Linked DNA regions of Sus scrofa: regions 1 and 3 are each linked to region 2. Evidence: chromatin contacts called from public Hi-C and promoter capture Hi-C data. All regions are on one chromosome and are shown on one strand. The core of a region is the stretch at or near the end of the contact, and the rest is flanking DNA. Distances in the headings are between cores, read along the strand shown. Region 1 has its middle 130 kb from the start of GPR12. Region 2 overlaps LOC110255796 (a long non-coding RNA gene). Region 3 has its middle 3.8 kb from the start of POLR1D.

The links. Promoter capture Hi-C pulls out the DNA fragments that hold promoters and counts their contacts. A called contact is a pair of places that touch in the nucleus more often than the background predicts.
Region 1: a Hi-C map of liver shows a contact between it and region 2, with 5 times the contacts expected there. The contact joins two enhancer-like sites. A contact is called at or near these places in 2 of 5 promoter capture datasets (fetal liver and liver), 25 of 47 Hi-C or Micro-C datasets (alveolar macrophages, blood, embryonic fibroblasts and 14 more) and 2 of 2 datasets of contacts at active chromatin or transcription factors (alveolar macrophages and skeletal muscle).
Region 3: a contact with region 2 is called in a promoter capture Hi-C map of liver, with 6 times the contacts expected there. The contact joins two enhancer-like sites. A contact is called at or near these places in 1 of 5 promoter capture datasets (liver) and 3 of 47 Hi-C or Micro-C datasets (epiblast stem cells and liver).

What each region holds. Positions count from the first base shown.
Region 1 is chr11:4,553,207-4,556,321 of Sscrofa11.1, forward strand. No RefSeq gene overlaps it. Among named protein-coding and RNA genes, the nearest start is that of GPR12, 130 kb to the left of the region's middle. Within about 2 kb of position 1,270, at least 19 of the 83 cell types and tissues checked have an H3K27ac peak or open chromatin away from gene starts, as enhancers often do. A contact at or near this core is called in fetal liver and liver, where this site is marked.
Region 2 is chr11:4,804,680-4,807,552 of Sscrofa11.1, forward strand. All of the region lies in intron 1 of LOC110255796 (a long non-coding RNA gene), which reads left to right. Among named protein-coding and RNA genes, the nearest start is that of GTF3A, 47 kb to the right of the region's middle. Within about 2 kb of position 1,617, at least 11 of the 83 cell types and tissues checked have an H3K27ac peak or open chromatin away from gene starts, as enhancers often do. A contact at or near this core is called in fetal liver and liver, where this site is marked.
Region 3 is chr11:5,038,978-5,042,049 of Sscrofa11.1, forward strand. No RefSeq gene overlaps it. Among named protein-coding and RNA genes, the nearest start is that of POLR1D, 3.8 kb to the right of the region's middle. Within about 2 kb of position 1,479, at least 4 of the 83 cell types and tissues checked have an H3K27ac peak or open chromatin away from gene starts, as enhancers often do. A contact at or near this core is called in liver, where this site is marked.

The sequences.
Region 1 (3,115 bases), core at 20-2,519, 250 kb before region 2:
AGGAGCGAGGACGCGGCTCTGAATCCCGAGTCCCCTCCAGTACCGTGCTCGTACCAAGCCCACCCCAGCCCAACTTCCCACCAACACAGATGTGGCCCAGGACCGCTCAGAGCCCAGGGTCACCGCTGTGACCTGCCTGTATTTGCCCCCCAGGAGCAACGCAAAGGAACGGGGAGCCAGCCCCAGGCTGGGCACCAGCTTCCAGAAAAACACACAGTCCACTTAGGTCAAAGGGCACAGGGCGTGCAGTGCAGGGTGGCCCGAGTGCCGCGGGCAGGTGCTCGTGGACACGACGACGGAGGGCCCTGCGGAGAGGAGGCCCTCCCAGCAGAGAGCAAGAGGGGCAGCCCTGACGAGGCCGCCAGCCGGACGGCAGACCTAGGAGGCGGCCAGTGAGGGAGGAAGTGGGAAGCGGACGAGGACAGGGGGCAGAGATGGGCGGCGTGCCCATAACACATGGGCACGAGGTGACGGGTGAGACGGGCACGGAGGGCGAGAGGACGCGGCGGGTTCTGTAGGAGTGACCTGAGCAGCGCCAGGCATTCCTGTGGCACCTGATTCCTTTGGGGGAGCCGTTAGGGTGGAGGGCTGGGACCCTCCCCGACGTTATTTAACCACCAAGGACTTAACATGGTCACCAGGAAAGCTCGCGGGTGCCTCTGCGGACAGTCCACTTGCTTTTGCAATAGATGCACGACCTTCCGGCCGCCTCACTCCTCAGAGGACAGACAGAGGGCTGGAGGCGGGTTCCCCGAGGAAGAGAGGGTCTCAGAACAGGAAGCCCTATCGCGCCCAGCCGCCTGGACCCTGAGCAGCGCCCCCCAGGGGCACAGCCGGGACGCATCCGCTCTCGGCTTTCCAACGCTGGTGTTTCTTCCTGCGCCAGCTTCATCTCAGGCTTTCTCCAGGAGGGCACGTGGGAAGATCAGTGCCAGGGGCTCTCAGCGGCTTGGGGGCTGGGGGGTACCTTCCCCCGCCTCCGAGATGACCCAGTTTCCCTAGAGGAGAGTGTGTCCTGTATCCAATCCCGAGAGAGCCGAGCTGGAGCCAAACGGCCGCCTATCAGCACGCAATCCAAACACCCGCCAAGGCCCCTTGGCCAGTAATAAACCCCGGCGGCCGCAAAAACAGGCCGAGAGCCGGGGAACAGAGCCCTGCCCGTGTAATGATTAACTGGCAGCGAGGGGGCCCTGGAGGTCACAGTGACAATGCGAAAGTCTCCCCGAGCTATCTCAAGTGCAGAGGGCCCGGGGAGGGCCCGGCTGGCGCCCAACGCGCAAGGGCTCCCTGCCCCTCGGGGGCCTGCTGGCTGCAAGATCCTGCGTGGCCCCTCCCAAGGGGACAGGGTGGCTGACGTCACCAGCCTGGGGACACGGGCCCTGGTAAAGTCCACGGGGACGATGCCAACAGGGGCGTCTTCCCGGGAGGCGGCTTCTCCCCACACCAGCCACTGATAAGCCTTTCCAAGAAGAGGGAGGCCCGGCGCTTATCTTTACGGCCTGGCCGATCCTCAGACTCTGCGGGCGGCAGGGCCGGAGCTGGGCTTTTGGGCGGACGCTCTGCCTTCTGATCTCTTTCGTACTTTGGCATCTCGCGGGGAAATTCTCCAGCAGCTTTGCTGCGAGGCTCCTCGATAGCTGCCGGTGCAGAACCGGGCCCTCGGTTTACACGCGTGAGGCCGGCTGGGCCCCCCAGGGGGTCCACGGTGCTGCTTCCACAGCGCCCCAGGGAGCCCTCTCACCAGGGAGGCGATGCCAACCCGGAGAAAAGAATGACAGTAACGAGGACTCTGGGAGGAAGGGCCTATAAAGCCTGTGTTCCAGGGCGTCACGTCAGTGAAGACAAACGGGCTCTCCCAACGTGCAGGGCGGAGTGAAAACACTCGAGGGCCCGGCCAGCCAGGGTCAAGACGGTGCCTGAGCTGCCCCCGCGGGCCTCCCCGCTCGGCTCCACCACTTGGACTGAGCCTCGTACTGGTGTTCACACCCGCCAACGGGCTCCCAACTCACAGAAGTTTCACACCGTCTGCCACCCTCCACCCTCCAGCCCCCCACCCCCGGACCAAAGGCGGCGGTTGGAAGCCCCTCTCCTAACGCCCGCTGATGCTGGAAGAGCCTTCCCACACGGCGCGAATTCTCCCCGCAGAACAGGAGCCCAAAACAGCTGGTCCCGATTCCCGCCAACACACCCCTCCCGTGGCTGTCGCGGCGCAGGATCAAATATTGACATCCTGTCCCGGAGAGCCGGGGAAGGAAGACCAGCCCCCAGATCTGGGCTCCTCTGACTCCCGGAGGCCAACCAACCAGCCGTGTCGTTATATTCCTTTATGCGTAACCTCATTCTTCAACTAACTTGTCTTAAGAACCCTTCCAGAATAAATCACTTTCTTTTCCAGTCAGTGTCTTTTGGGTAAATGAGTTTTCACCTTTTCCAGCCATGTATGATAACACTGGCCTGCTTTCGCTTTTTTTTTTTTTGTCTTTTTAGAGACACAGACGCGGCATAGGGAGGTTCCCAGGCTAGGGGTCGAATCACAGCCGTGGCTGCCGCCTACACCAGAGCCACAGCAATACCAGATCCGAGCCGCACCTGCAACCTACACCACAGCTCACGGCAACGCCAGATCCTTAACCCACTATGCGAGGCCAGGGATCGAACCCGCATCCTCACGGATACTAGTCAGGCTTGTTACCACGGAGCCACGATGGGAACTCCATCAACGGTCTACTTTCAAATATGTTATACTTCACGAGGCCCAGAACATGATGGGCTCTTGATGGAAATAATAAGTAAAAATTCTTAACAAAAAACAAGCCAATTAAGTTTCCAGATCTAAGTACTAGATTACAGGAAACATGGGACTAGGGCAAAAAGTTCAGCGACACCCAGGCTGCACCTGGCAAAATCCAGGACGTGGGAAACCGCACATCAGCTCACGTCCACTGCAGCTGGGTCATCGCACCATTGGCTCCGCTTTTATGAACGTGCGAAATCTTGATAATAAAGGCTGAAAATACCTGCACGTGTTTTGCACATACACACAAACACAAATCCAAAAGAACACTCGATCAGACACCTCTTGGCGCTCCTGCTGCGGCTCACAGAGGGGCCCTTC
Region 2 (2,873 bases), core at 367-2,866:
GGTTGCTCATATTTTTCTGCTGGTTTTCCGAGTGATTCTGGAAAGGTGGACGAGGAGGAGAGAGACACAGCTCATCAGAAAGGGCTTCGTAGGGGAGACGCATCAGCGCAGATGCGGTCCCTGAGTGAAGCTCTGGGGAGACCTGGCCGGGAGGCTGGTGCCAGGACAGGCAGTCAGCACTGCCTGTGCACTCGGGGCTGGGGACCTGGTTATCTTGTCATCTGCTTCCTGGTACTAACTGATGTTTTAAAATCATGTGTCCGGTAACTTCTTTGTCTTAGACCACGGGATATAACATGACTCTGCCCTTAGATCTAGACAATAGCCTTCCTTCCTCTTTTTTAAGAATTGTGGTGAAAAACACATGAAGTTTGCCCCCGAACCACTTTAAAGTGTGCAGCTCCGTGGCCCTGAGAACACTCGCCCTGAGTGCAGCTGTCACCTCCACCTTCTCCAGAGCCGTCATTTGCCCCAGGTGCACCCACCATTCTACTCTGTTTCTATGACTCGGACTGCTCCAGGCTCCTCCTGCAAGTGAGCTCACCCAGCAGCCCTGTTCCTTCTGCTGTGGGTGGGGGGAGGGTGCAGGTTCACCCCGGACCCAGCCCTTCACGGGGAAGGAATAATGGCATGACCACTGGGCACCTAACGTGTCCGGACAGCACCGTTCCCAGGGCAGCCTCGTGCGCAGGCTCTGCTGCCACAGAGATTCTGCCCAGGGGTCGCCTCGGTCCTCAGGAGGAAAGGATTAGGGGTAACTCTGGAGCCAGTCACCCCTCTCCTTGGTCACTGGCTCTAGAGAGTCCCTTGCAAATCATCCAGCTCACTTGCCCTCTGAGCCTTGAAGGGCTCCCTCTCTGGGCCGCACTCCCTGCGCCCGGGGCCGCCTGGGTCAGGGGCCTCTCCCTGGTGAGCCTTTTCCTGCATCGGCCCATTCTGTGAGCCTTTACGCCTCCCCGCCCCGGCATTAAGTCCGTGGAACTTCTTACTCGAATTCACTGGCCCTTTGCGGGTCGCTCTCCGGGCACAGACCCTGCTGGAGCAGGGACCGCTGCTCACTGCTGTGTCTCCCAGGCCTGGCCGGAGCAGACGCCCAGGTCTGAGAGCACCCCCGACGGATGGAGGGCGTGCTGGGAGAGGGGCGGCAGGCGGGGGAGAGCCTGAGCAGTTCTCTGCCTTCCGCTGAAGTGTAGTCTCAGCCGGATCCCCGGAGAGTTCTGGACCGTCAACAGCACCGCAAAGCCGTCCCGCTGTGGAAGAGGGGGCCAGGCTTTTGTACCTATAGTTGGCGTAAGCTTCCAGGTACTTCCGGGGGATGTGGTGCCCTTCGGAGGAGGGCAGCTGTGTTAGCAGCCAGCACGCTCACCCGGGGCTCGTGGGGCGCCACAGCGCAGTGTTTGTCGAATGAATACTTGTCGAAATTCATGACGAATCTGCTGTCTCGCCAGCGTTCACCGCGTGTCTTCTCCCTGCACCGTCTCAGTCCGGCCGGGAGCCGCGCTGGGAAGCGGTGCTGATGGTGCAGGGGAAGAGGTGGACGTCCAGCAAGGCCGGGCGACGTGTCCAGGACACACGGACAGGGTTGGCCGCCAGGAGGCGCACCCTTAGTTCCGCTGACCTGTGTCCAGGCGAAAGGCATGCGCAGTACCGTTTGCGTTGCACGGGCAAGACCAGGTGCCTTCAGCCCGCGCGCTCTCTCTCTCTCTCTCTCTCTCTCTCTGTAGTCAATTTTTATTCAGAGCAGGCGTATCCTGTGGTTTCCTCACCTGCGTGCTTTTCTGAGGTTTGGGCCTGTGCTCACCTGCAGGGCTGCTAAGCGTGTAAATACCAAACCTGAGCAAACCCCGCCCCCTCCCAGGTGGCCTTTCCCTCCCCTCGGCAACGCTGTGAGCTGGAAGGGGGCCTGAGGTTGATGTCTCGGTGGGTGCTAGCCGGCGAGTACTGCCGGGGCAGCCCGGCCGCTCCTGTTCCACAGCCCTGCCTGTCCCAGGCTCTGGGCCGCCTGGGTATTTGTCCAAATTAGAGTTCGTTTACTCTGCAAACCACGCTCATGCTTCTGTGGACACTGAGCAGCTGCTGCCCTTGTTTGCACGGTGTGGTCAGCAGGCCGACAGCCGCCCTGGACAAGCCCTGGGAGCTTCCGGCTGGAGGGAGCAGCAGGCATGCGAGGAGCCTCGGCTCAGCATTCCAGAATAGTCCCCAAGAAATAAAGCATTCGTGCAAAAGTGTAAACAACCCCAAGACACCCGCGAGGGGCAGCCTCTGGGCCCTGACTCCACCAGGTGCCCTCGTTCTGAGCAGGCAGAAGCTTGGCTGGTGGTTTCTGAGGCAGTCCATACAGCAAGCCTCCTGGGTTTATTTACATCCTGTCCCCCTGAAAGTGGCTTAACCTCTCTGCTCTCAGTTTCCTCCCCTGTAACATGGGGCTGAGGATCCTGTTGGGAGGATGACTTCCGCTAATGATAGAGGGGCTTCCAGCAGGATCCGCTACACGGTGCATTCTCAACATAGAAAGTGAGCATTTATTTGTCTTTCTCTGGCTAAGAGAGTGCCCAGTGGTGAGGGTTTGGTGCTGGGAGTGGTGCGTTATTTCCAGTGTAAAGGATCCTTCCAGGCAGGAAATGGGCAGCATGGAATGCTTGTCAGCACTTCACAGCAGAGTTTGTTTGGAGCCAAGAACCGTGGCTGCTGGATGTCCTGAGCTTCGGCTCAGGTCTGCTTCCTGTCGCCTTATCCCTGATGAGCGTCTGCCATCCCACCGCACGTTGCAGGGACCCTTCAGGTCTCTCTTTGGAGACACTCACTGTGGGGCTAACCCTTGCTGGCCCCGTGGGGAAGTGAGCATCAGTCCCTCTGTTCATGCCCGACGGGGC
Region 3 (3,072 bases), core at 229-2,728, 230 kb after region 2:
CTAATGTCTATCATGAATGTTTGCTTCTTAAAAATTCCTCTTGGGGGAGTTCCCGTCGTGGCGCAGTGGTTAACAAATCCGACTAGGAACCATGAGGTTGCGGGTTCGGTCCCTGCCCTTGCTCAGTGGGTTAACGATCCGGCGTTGCCGTGAGCTGTGGTGTAGGTTGCAGACGCGGCTCGGATCCTGCGTTGCTGTGGCTCTGGTGTAGGCCAGTGGCTACAGCTCCGATTCGACCCCTAGCCTGGGAACCTCCATATGCCGCGGGAGCGGCCCAAAGAAATAGCAAAAAGACAAAAAAAAAAAAAATTCCTCTTGGGAATCCCACTGTGCCACAGTGGGTTAAGAATCCAACTGCAGCAGCTCAGGTCGCGGTGTAGGCACGGGTTCAATCGCCAATCCTGCACAGCGGGTTAAAGGATCCAGCATTGCCCCAACTGTAGTGTAGATCACAGGTGCAGTTCTGATTCAATCCCTGGCCTGGGAACTTCCATAAGCCGTGGATGTGGCCATTAAAAAAAAAAAAAAAAAAAAAAAATTCTTCTTGACAACATCTCAGTTAATACGCAAAAGAGCCATTTCTTCTAATTCCGACCAACCAAAACTATATAACCACAGGTTTCTCTACTGTTTCTCCCTTTTCTAAGGAAAAGAGACATATGACAGGAAAGCTAAAGGGGATTTACTTTGAAAATCTCCAGGCCCCTTAACAGGGTCATTTTAGACCTGGCTAAGTCTTCTACACGTGTAATTTTACATGCAAGATATACAATGATTTTATATATATATATAATTATATATAATCTTATATATATAATCTTTATATACACATTTTTAGAACATTACTTCCTAAGTAAACCTATGAAATGAGACCTTTGCTTCTTCCAGAGACCTTGCTGTATTCTGATATAGGGACGTGGGTCTGGAGTGAACTTTAGCCCCATAAACAGGGGAAAGTTAAATGTCTCTGCATAATAAAATCAAAAAGGCACTTGGATTTGGTGGGGAGGGCAGGGGGCCATCAGAGAGGAGTGAAAGAGGAGGGGAGGACACAGCCTCCAGATTATCTGAGTTTGGAGTTCCCATGTGACAGAAGCCAAAATGCATCTGAAGGCTAGAGAAGCCTAAGATTCCACATCTACACTCCTGGCACTGCCACAAGGTAAACCTCTCCTCCGCCCCCCTTTCTCCGAATCTTCCATAAAGCTGCCCATACCCGCAAAGGCTCTAAGTGGACTTTTTTAAAATTTTTTCTTCTCTATTTTTTCCTAGCGCCTGCCAGACACACTATCCAACAGCTGCATCACAGGCTTCTCGATCATTCACGAGCACCTCCATGGGATCGTCCAAAACCGTCTTCCCTTCCCCACTCCCACCAAAAATGGTTTTTAAATGTTCTTTCTCATATCTCCTAACATTCCACTAGCTCATTAATGTCCTTACCACTACAGGAACAACTAATATTTACTGAGCACTGGCAATGTGCTAGGGACTCTGCCAAGGGCATTACACGCGTAATTGCTTTTGATCCTCAAACCCTACTAGGCAGGGACTTCATTTCCTAAATGTCAGGAAACCAAAGTTCAGTGAGGATAGCAATTCTAAGGGTAAGAGATGGAATTCAACCCCTGTTCTGACTCCACAGCCAGCTTAACCAGGACACTCCAATGCCCCCAAGTCAAAAACCCAGGAATCACCCTCTCCCTAATCACATCTTAGTCACTTAGCTGGAGCAACCAATTACACCTCCTAAACGATACATCATCTCTATGGCCACCGCCTTGACACGGAATAACAACGAGGTCTACCAAGGCCTTCCTATGCGCCAAGCGCCATCTAACACACCTGTCTTCAACTTTTACCCCCCAAACCCTACGAAACGGGGAACCTAAGGGAAGAAAGAAGTTACGTAATGAGTGACAGAGCCAGATGCAAACACAAACACTGTGGGTTACCTACACTATAATAGCTCCTACTCTGTCTCCCCACCTCCCATCTGGACCCCCAACCATCCTTCAGACTGCCGAAGAGATCCTTCTGGAAAGCAAATGTTACCATGACATCCTCCTGCTTAAAATTAGCAGCTCTGTATCAACTGACTGGATAAAATCCAAATTTCTTAATTTGGCATACAAAATCCTTCATGTTTCTGTTCAAATCAGTTCAATAAATATTTGAGTGCCTACCCTAGGCAAGACAAAGCCCTAAAGCGCTCTGAAATGAACCATACACAAGCATCTGACCTAAGCCCTAACCCCAGACACCACATCCTTCAAGCCAGAGTGACCACACGCAGCTCTCACACCGTGACGCCCTACAGGCTAGTCCTTTTGCCTAGAATGCGCCTCGAAAAATCACACACCTCTCAGAGTAAGTGCTGTGTGAGGCCTTTCCTAACAAACTCGAGGCAGAAACGCTCCCTCTTTTAAGTTCCCACAGCAGGTGTGTCAGTTGCTTTGTGGCAGCTGGTAGAATGAAGGTATATGGATCAGCGTCCACACAAGACTAGGAGCCACTTCAGGGCAAGAGCTGAGCCCTGCCATCAATACCTGGCATGCAGAAGGCACTCCATCAGCTGCTGAATGAATAATGAAAAATTGATAACCTGATGCGAAAAGGAGAGAGCAACAAGATGCAGAACTGGGAACGTGAACACACATGTGGGCCAAATTAAAAGTAATGTCATTCTACTTTGCTTCCGATTTGGCCTACACTTTGCCCCAGGGGAAAACTCACCAGTAGGACTTGGACAAGCTAAAAAAAGGCAACACTTTTTGTTGTTCATGGCTCAAGAAAGCTCTGACAGGCCAAAAAGGATACTAGATCAAAGCCCATTTTCTACAGGGGTGCAGCGACGGGAATCCAGTCTGTCCAAGTACATAAAATTGATCTGCTGAGATCGACTTCATCAGTACTGCGTCACAGGTCAAGCAAGAAGGAAAAAAAAAAAAAAAAATCAAAATCTGTCCTGGGACGAAGGCCAATTTACAAGTAAGTATCACTGCTGCGAGAATGTGAAATTCTTAACGTGAAGACAGTTCCCATAAACTCACAACGGTTTCCTCCTCCTGA